2 separate regions of the Mus musculus genome follow, and region 1 is linked to region 2. Evidence: chromatin contacts called from public Hi-C data. All regions are on one chromosome and are shown on one strand. The core of a region is the stretch at or near the end of the contact, and the rest is flanking DNA. Distances in the headings are between cores, read along the strand shown. Region 1 holds the start of Foxe3 (forkhead box E3). Region 2 holds the start of Trabd2b (TraB domain containing 2B).

Region 1 (4,736 bases), core at 593-3,092, 520 kb after region 2:
CCATACCCCATTTCATCTCTACCATCTATGAGATGCAGGTGGAAGATTTTGACCAGGCCTACTGTGTGGAATCACTCCTTGGTGCTACTTCAGGAGAATCTGCCTAATGACTTAGAAGGAGAGTCATCCCACATGGAATCCCAATGAGGCAAATGTCACCCACCATCTTTCCCAGCAACTCCCAAGTTCCCAGCCAACACAACAAACCCAGAAAAATGTTTCTTTGTTTTTGTTTTAATTAAACCAGCTTTGATTGAAAAATAACCATAAACAGATAAGTTCTGTGCTTTCCATGGGGTGGAGCAGCCACAGACTCCCATTAATTCCCCATTCAGTCAGGAGATCCTGGTGCCGAGTAACCTAGAAAATCTGAAGAACTGTTCAGAGCAGAGCCCTCAGGTGAGTCTTTGTCGGAGACAGGCTCGGTAAGAAAACAAGCACAGACTGTAAACCTAGGGCAGGGAACAAATTTGCCAAACTTATCGGTAAATGGAGGAAGATGGGGTAGAAGTAATGAACCCAGGAGTCTGACCTCTGATGTGTTGGCAAAACATCAGAGATGGAGGAGGTGCCTTGGAACGAAAAGTTTCCACAGACTGGAACTCACAGGGACATTTGGGGCTGGGGCTGGAGTTCCAAAGCACCGGATTTGGCAGTGCAAGGGTGCTTATGTGGGGAGCACAAGTAAAGGGAGGAAAGACCTCAAATTGGAGAGGGCGCTTCAGTCTGGTGGTGAGACAGCCAGGGTCTCCCCAGGGATGGAGGAGGGCAGGGAAGGCTTAGCCCCAAGCAAGGCTCGGGGACCCAGCGAATTGCGCCACGCTGCGGGCGGGCGGGTACGGGTACCACGGACAAGCTCGCACTGCTCCAGCGCAGGCCGGGGCAGAAGGCTCCACCAGGCGCTCCCGCAGCGGAAAGCGACTCACAGGTAGCGCTCCAGCCCCGGCGCGAAGCCCGGCTGTCTCAGGTAGGCTTCCCCGGCTCCGAGCGGCCCGAGCGCGCCGGCCGATCCCGCCAAGGCCAGGAGAGGCTGGGCGGGCAGCGGCGCGGGTAACCCCAGGCGCTCGGACGCTGGCGAGTAGAGCGGCGGCGAGGCTGCGGCGGCACAGGGCGGGAAGGCGGCGTCGGGCGCGGCGCAGCAAGGCGGCTCGGGCGCCACGGGTCCCGGCGGCTCAGGCTGCAAGCCCAACAGGCTGTCCAGGCGGAAGAGGCGCGCGGGCGGAGCGGACGCGGGTGCTGGCGGGGGCGGGAAGGGCGCATAGGGGAAGGGCGGCGGCGGCGGCGGCGGTGCGGGCAGCTCAGCGCGCTTGAAGCGCTTGCGGCGCCGCAGGAAGCTACCGTTGTCGAACATGTCAGCGGCCGCGGGATCGAGCGTCCAGTAGTTGCCCTTGCCCGGATTGCCCGGCTCGCGCGGCACCTTGACGAAACAGTCGTTGAGGGTGAGGTTGTGGCGGATGCTGTTCTGCCACTTGCGCGGGCTGTCGCGGTAGAAGGCGAAGCGCTCGGTGATGAAGCGGTAGATGGCTGCCAGCGTTAGACGGCGGCCGGGAGCGTGCGCCAGGGCCATGGCAATGAGCGCGATGTATGAGTAGGGCGGCTTCCCACGCTGTAGTGGCCGCCGCCGTCGCTTCCCCGGGCCAGGCACGGCCGTGGGCTCGGCGTCCCCACCGCCCACCACTTCCTCCGGTTCGCGCCCCGGTTCGGCTCCCGCCAGCGTCGGCAGCTGCGGCCCGGACGGCGTGAGCGAGGGCAAGGCCGGGAAGCCCGAGAAAGCGACTTGCGCATCCATGTGCGGGGGGTGGGGGTGGGGGTCCTAGGGATGCGGAGTCCCTGCTCGCGCCCCGGAGAGCGGGGGTCGCAGGTTCGCCTTATATGGACACACACACTCCCACCTCCCGAGGAGAGGGCCCTGACCTGCCCTCTAATTTGCTTTCCCAGCCCCCTTCCCGGGCTGGCAGCCCACCTCTGTTTCTCCCCCTCCCTTGGTCTAGTCCCTCTGGGTCAATTTTTTTCAGACCCTCCCTCATCCCTGAGTCAGTCTCTGGGCCCCATCCCCATCCCGTGGTATTTGGTAGTACTGCTCCCATTACCCCCGCCCCTTTGGGTCAACCCCAATTACAAACACACCCATTCAGCACACTCTACTGCCCTCTCCCCATTTTGTGCCTTGTAGAGGTCAGATCCCCCTTAGCCTTCCCCATGCTTCTAGTTCCCGCTCCAGCAGTCTTTGCTAGCCTCAGGCATCCTATGTAGCTGGTCAGGGAGGCATCAGGCTCCTTTGGACAGCAGAGAACCAGAGTGAAGATGATGGAAGACAGCAAGACAGCGCAGAACCAGGCTGCCTTTGTTGCAGGGGAAAATGTTTAGAAGCCCTAACTCCTTTCCCTGCTGCACCCCCTTCATCCTTATCCATCCCTGACTCCAGGGAAACTTGTTTCAAACATACATAACTCCACCTCTCCCCCCCAAAAGGCGCATACCCCCCCCCACATGCTTCCACTGAAGGCAGGGCTGAGCGAACTGCTTTCTGATGTAGCATTATCAGTGGGTAGAGAGAGGGGAGAGTTTTTGTTAAAATGCCCCACCAGCACACAGAGAGAGCCAAAGGCGGAGAAGCCTTGTTCTTAAAGCAGGCAGACTGACAAGATCAAGGGAAGTAGAGGCAGAGCAAGGAGCACAGAGACAAGAGAAGGTCTTACTGTGACAAGTCCCAGAGGCACTTACTGCCAAGGTCTTGTGAGTACAGCCAGCCCTTGAGAAAATTTGGGCACCCATCAGACTCCATCTCTGATGAAGCATATCTTATCCCTTACCTCGAGAGGAGAGGGCTCGGACCTGCCCTCTAATTTGCTAGTCTAGTGCAGATGCCCAAAGCTAGATTCAGGTGGCCTGTAGCCAAGGATGCAAAATCCAAATTCAAGCATGGGGCTCAAAGACTCCCCTCCTGTACACAGCTGATAACAAATCACAGCTACCACTGTTTAGCATTTTGTATTTGGTAAATACTTATAGTATTTCACTGGCATTTAAGCTCCACTGGGCGGTAGTACTATCCCCGTTTCTTGGCTGAGGGAACAGGTGCTCTGAGAGGTAAAGTAGTATACCTCGACTCCCACAAGGTACACTAATAGTGGCAGAGCAGAAATGAAACCCTGTGGTCAGAGCACTACCCATCACTGCTCTTCTAATGCCTTTCCTTACAATGGAAGCTTTAGTCCAGCATAGTGGCATGCATGTGTGGTCCCTGCACTGGAGAGACTGAGGCCACTTATAGGCTAGGCTAGGCTAGGTTAGGCTAGGCTAGGCTATGTAGTGGTACTCCATATCAAAAATAAATAAAAGGGGCTTGATGGCTTGATAAATGGGGAAGATGGCTTGATGAGTCAAGTTCTTTTTTTTTTTAATGAGTTAAGTTCTTGACATGCAAGTGTGAAGTCAGAACTTCAGAACCAACATGAAATTGGACTCAGCAGTGTATCAGTAGTCCCGGTACCCGGGTGACAAGACAGGAGGCAGAGACAAGGGAATCCCCAGAAACTTGTGGGGAGTTGTCCTACTGTAGGCAGCTGTGAACAAGAGACCCTGTCTCAAAGGTGAGGACTGACACTCAAGATTGTCCTCTGACCTCCACACATGGGCACTTCCAAATGCATGCATACCCCTACACACCATTTGTATAACATGCACACAAAGGAGAGATAAGACTTCATAAATGAATTACAGTAGAATTCCTCCAGTTTGCCCCACTTCAGCTGCCAAAGTTACTTCCCGGTCTCTCTCCTGACCTCCCGGTCAACTGATGGAGATGCCCATTGGGCATCACCTCACAACGTCTCAAAGCTCCCTCCCCAGCCTCAGCCTGCTCGGTTACCAACCTTCCCAGTCTCAGTAAGTACCATCCCTTCTTTGAATGAGTCCCTATACCAGGCCACTGCCACATCCTGTCAAGGCCACACAGATCCCAAATCCATTTCTCCTTCAGTTCTGGACTCAGTTCAGCTGCCTCATTCACCAAGAGCTTCCGAGCCAGGCCTTTTGCCAATGCTCAGGACCAGATAGAAATGAAATGGTCCAGAGGAGAAATGGACAGTTACACACAGGGAAGGGGGGTGGAGGAGAATGGGGAAGCAGACAGGAAGATGATGACACTTGCAGGTCAAGAGACAATGTCCCAAACAAAACAAGGACGACTGTGTTAGAACAGACCCTGCTCCTCTACCCGCTCCTCAGTTCATCCTGTGTCAGCACAGCCCACCTGGAGCACAAGACAGTGAAGTCACATCACACTGCTCACCACAGAAGAGGACAAGGCAAGCCACTGTGGCGGCAGAGCATGGCCCCCAGAGCCACATGAGCAAGGTCACCTCTTGCTCAAGCCTGCCAAGTGAAAGCAATGGCATCTCCATAGTAAGGGATGTATAGAAGGCCCGGCCTGCTGTGGATCTTGATAAGAAGCTCCCCCCACCCCCACCCCCACCCCCCCACCCCCACTGTGTTAATCAGGGGGCAAAGAGAGCCATTCTGGCTATCTTTCCAGACAGTGTTATCCTGCAGGTGGACTCAAATGCAGAACTAGTATTGATAGAGCCTTAGCCTTTCTCGCTTTCCTCTAGGGAATGAAACTCCTTTCATAGCTCATAGCTTCTGTGTAATACCTCCAAGGAAGAAATTAGTTGTAATTGCACTCTATGGCTGACTACAGGGGTTTTTTGTTTGGTTGGTTGTTTGGTTGTTTG
Region 2 (4,577 bases), core at 797-3,296:
CCTGGCATGATGACACAGGTTCTGGCCATCTGCTTTCTGTAGGCAGTCCCTTGAAGGCCCTTTTATCCCACTTTTATACCTTGGCAGCAGGTGATCCATCTGCTTCACTCCCTCCTCCTCCTCCTCCTCCTCCTCCTCCTCCTCCTCCTCCTCCTCCTCCTTCTTCTTCTTCTTCTTCTTCTTCTTCTTCTTCTTCTTCTTCTTTTTTCAAGACAGGGTTTCACTGTATAGCCCTGGCTGTCCTGGAACTCACTTTGTAGACCAGGCTGCCCTCTGCCTCCTGAGTGCTGCTGGGATTAAAGGCATGCGCCACCACACCCGGCCACTTCACTCCCTTCTATTAGCTACTGCTGATTTAAAGATCTTAAAGATCATCTCCTAGGGCTTTGCCCTGACTCCAGGGCACCTCTGATATACCTCAAAGTGCCTACCCATAGCCTGTCCTGCTGACTGCTTATGCTCACTAGGCCTCGCAGATCTGCTCTGAGAAACTCACCCATATCCCCAAATTTGTCTCAGCCTGACTTCCACCTCTTAGCCTGAGGTCCATTGAGCCTGCCTCAGGAACCCTTCCTCTGCCTGCCTTTTCTTGGTCTTCTGCTATGATTGTATTTTAATTGTCTACTTGCATATCTCATCATGTCTGTCAGCTATAGACTTCTGATAATATCACACAATTTATCTTTAACCTCCAATATCAGGATAGAGTCTTAGCAAATCTTGTTTAACAACAGCGGTGTGTGTGTGTGTGTGTGTGTGTGTGTGTGTGTACACCCAGAGAAACAGACAGGAGAATGACTGACTGAATGGAGCTTCCAAGGAATTCTAATTGTTTTATGTTCTTTAGACATGTTTTAATTTAATGTAGTGGGTCTTTGCAGAGTGCCTAGGAACACATGTGGTGGTGTTAGGCACAGCAGCATGACAAAACGTTGTAAGCAAATACCACGTTTTCTGGATCTCCAGTGACCATCTCATTCTCCGATATACCTCGAAGTGCCTACACAAATCCTGTCCTGTTAACTGCTTACTCTCGCCAGGCCTCGCAGATGTGCTCTGAGAAACTGGCCCATGTTCCCAAATTTGTCTCAGCCTGACCATTGGACTTCCACCTTAACCCAAGGTCCACTGAGCCAGACGCCCTCTGGCGGTAGCGCTCAGGAGCTACATCCCGGCGCAGAGCTGGAGAGAGGAGAGGAAAGGAGAGGGAGGAGGGAGGAGGCGCAGGCAGGGGAGGAGAGGAAAAAGTTGCGCTGGGAAGTTTGGAAAGTTGGGAAGTGGCTGCTGCGGGCTTCGCCTCCCTCCGCGCGCGTGCGAGGGAACGAGCGAGAGAGCGAGCGCGGAGCCAGCGAGCGCCTGCCATGCCCGGCAGACCCCGCCTCGCCGCGCCCGGGCGCCGAGCTCGCTCCGACTCCCTGCGGCCCGGCCCGGCCCGGCCCGCCGCGGCCCCGGCCCCCCGCCTCCCGCGCCGGGTCCTCCCCTCCCCCGCCCGGCGGCCCCAGCCCCCCGCCCGGCCCGGCTCCGCGCCGCTCTCCCGCCCTCCTCTCTCCCTCCCTCCCGGCCGCGGAGCAGCATGGCGGAGCCCGGGCAGCGGCCGCGCGGCCGCCCGCCGCCCCTCTGAGCCGGGCTCGGGGGCAGCCCGGCACCTCAGAGCAGACCCCCGCCCCGCCGCGCCCTCTGCCGCACTTGTCCCACTGCGCGCCCCCTGGAGCGCCGCGCACCCCTGGGACCCTTGCGCGCCCCGGGTGCCCAGCATAACCCGAGTTCCCCCGCTCACCCTGGAATCTCAGGACTGCCCCAGGAGCCCCGCGTACCCCTGGACCCTGACGCGGCTCCGGGACCCCCACGCGCTCTAGGACCCCTGCGCGCTCTCAGAATTCCGGGGCTCGGCCAACCCGGCTGCGCGCCCTGGTGAGGGGCCCCGCCCCAGAGGATCCCCCTCTTCCAACAGACCGGAGCCCCGCCCCAGAGAGACCCCCAGGTCCGACAGGGACATCCAGCCACGCCCCAGCGGGCTCCCAGCATCTCGCGCCTGGAGCCCTGTGCTCCAGAAGATCCTCGGTGCCCAGCTGGGGGCTCCCCGCCCTGCTGAGGGGGCGCTGCCCAAGAGGGACCCCCGCGTCCCGCGGGCCCCGGCAGGATGCACGCCGCCCTGGCGGGGCCGCTGCTAGCCGCCCTCCTTGCCACCGCCCGCGCCCGTCCGCAACCCCCCGACGGAGGACAGTGCCGGCCGCCTGGATCGGTGAGCGAGCACCAGCCCTGCCACTCTCCCGCCTGCCTGGACACTCCAGCCTGAGGGGCCAGGGTTTGGGACCAGCCTTCTCCATTCAGCCCACTCGCTCCACCTCCGCCCTCTGGGCACAGCCTGGGCTCCCTTCCCTAGCATCTGTCCTCCCGGACTCCAAGTCTGAGCCCAGCCCAGATGGTTCCTTCTCCACTCGCGGACAGTTTCCCCTAGACTTTTGGTCTTGGTTGGATGGATCCCCTCTCTGTGTCCGCTTCTAACTCTCCTGTCTTTTATCCTACCTTTACCCTTTGGTTGCCTTCTTCTGACTTCATCTTCCCAACACCTAGTACCCTTTTCTACACCCTGACTTCCAACCCTTTTGCTGTTTCATTCACACAGTGCCCCAGGCCAGGCATCCCTCCCTCTCCTTGACCCTTTTTCTGACCTAAGGCTGGATCCTCCAACCCTGGTGCTCATTCTCACTCCTCTCCCTCTGTACCCCAGACCCTACCCAGTACCGATTGTCCCAAATGCCCCTGTTTCCTGAAAAGGGTAAGATATCATAGGAGAGAAACGGAAATGACAGGATGAACTTGCTTGTCTAATATTTTCCTAAGGGCACCAAGTAATTATTGCTTCTCCCAACTTTCCTCTCCAAACCCGGCATCTCTTGATATTTTTTCCTGCAATGCCCTTATCTTCAAATATAGATTAATGCGTTGGCAATCATCCTGAACTAGATGCCAGGAGACGAGAATACTGTTGCAGGATCTTCCTGTGCTACCCTATTAGCAGGGCATAGGTTGGCCTTGGGCAAGGTGCACAGCTAGCAGTCTGCCTTGTGCAAGAAACCAGCTGGATAGCTGGTAGGCACTGTCTATTGTGCATTCACATTTGTAAGGTTTGTTGGTAAACTATGGTTCTGTGTCCACCACCCACAATAAATACTTTTCATTTGTGCCAGAATCAGGGAGGAATATGTTATGAGTTGACCTAAAGTTTGTTAAGTGGTCAGTGGTCACTCCAGGGACTTTTCTAGATGGAAACTGACTTTGCTTGGGAGATAGTCCCCTACTCCTGTTTCTTTCCAAATCCTAATTGATACTGGAAAAAACAACCATAGTGTGTGCCTAGGTCACAGACAAAGACAGACTTGGAAATGGAGAGCTAGGCTCACCTTTTTGGTGGGGGGAGTTTAGAAAGCACCCAGAATATGTATGCTTCCTGGGGTTAATTCTATGAAATCCTCTCCTCCCACACCAGCAACTGAGACTTGCTTTGGCTTTGCAAGATTTTAAAACCCTTTCTCACCTATGGTCTCAGTGAGTGGAGCAAAGTAGCTAACACCCGTGACCTGCCCTCCAAGAAGAAAGCCTTACCCACCCGATGAACGGGAAGGAGCTGCTGAAATAGGTGTGCTATTTTTAATAGGTGTTCTGCTTTCAGAGTACTCTTGGCATGTGTCTTCTAATGGCTGTATTTAAAAGTTATATGACTTCCTCTTTTCTTGCCAGAGCAGGACTCTTGGTCCCCCCCCCCCCACCCTACACATGAAACACCCTGGTGAAGGTTTGGCTTGGCCAAGCATGAATGTTCTCAGGTGGTGTGGCAGCCCTTGGCTTTCACAGTGAAAGCTAGTCATAAAGAGAGCCTCCTTTCGTTGCCCACTTCCTCCGTGCCTGGCACCACTCTGAGGGCTTCAGATATGTATGTTCTGTTTTTCACTCCTACCAATAACTCCCATTCTCACCCCCATTTTGCAGAAGAGGAAACTGAGTCTGGGAAGTAGAATGATATACTACAAATTATCCAACTAAGAAAGGACAAAGCCAGCATTTGAATGTGGAACTTTTAGCTTGGAAAGCCCTTGCCAGCGGGCCTCTGCCTTCTGGCCCCATCTACCCCTGCAATCTCTCAGTGCCAACCCTGGCTCTGCCCTGCTGCCTTTGGCCTCACTGATCTGCCTCTCTTCTTCTCTCTCCATGTAGCAGAGGGACCTGAACTCCTTCCTGTGGACTATTCGGCGCCATCCTCCAGCCTACTTGTTTGGCACCATCCACGTTCCCTATACCCGAGTCTGGGACTTCATCCCTGATAATTCCAAAGCAGCCTTCCAGGCCAGCACTCACGTCTACTTTGAGTTGGATCTGACAGATCCCTATACCATCTCAGCCCTGGCCAGTTGCCAGCTGCTGCCCCATGGGGAGAACCTGCAGGACGTGCTGCCAAGGGAGCTCTACTGGCGCCTGAAGCGCCACCTGGACTATGTGAAGCTGATGATCCCCTCCTGGATGACGCCAGCACAGCGCGGCAAGGGGCTGTATGCTGACTACCTGTTCAATGCCATTGC

Evidence for each region. Hi-C and Micro-C count contacts between places; a contact is called where the count stands out from the background.
Region 1: a Hi-C map of embryonic stem cells shows a contact between it and region 2, with 4 times the contacts expected there. The contact joins the promoter of Foxe3 here to the promoter of Trabd2b in region 2. A contact is called at or near these places in 19 of 39 promoter capture datasets (the 3T3-L1 cell line, 3T3-L1-derived adipocytes, the HPC-7 cell line and 12 more), 1 of 15 datasets of contacts at CTCF or cohesin (large pre-B cells), 18 of 484 Hi-C or Micro-C datasets (LSK cells, embryonic stem cells and nephron progenitors), 12 of 115 datasets of contacts at active chromatin or transcription factors (astrocytes, craniofacial prominence, embryonic forebrain and 6 more) and 1 of 9 other capture datasets (embryonic stem cells).

The regions. Positions count from the first base shown.
Region 1 is chr4:114,924,225-114,928,960 of GRCm38.p6, forward strand. It overlaps Foxe3 (forkhead box E3), which reads right to left and starts at 1,843. Exons shown (of 1, transcript NM_015758.3): 1 at 219-1,843. The coding sequence starts at 1,789. The coding sequence ends at 923.
Region 2 is chr4:114,404,678-114,409,254 of GRCm38.p6, forward strand. It overlaps Trabd2b (TraB domain containing 2B), which reads left to right and starts at 2,047. Exons shown (of 7, transcript NM_001085549.1): 1 at 2,047-2,242; 2 at 4,216-4,577. The coding sequence starts at 2,141.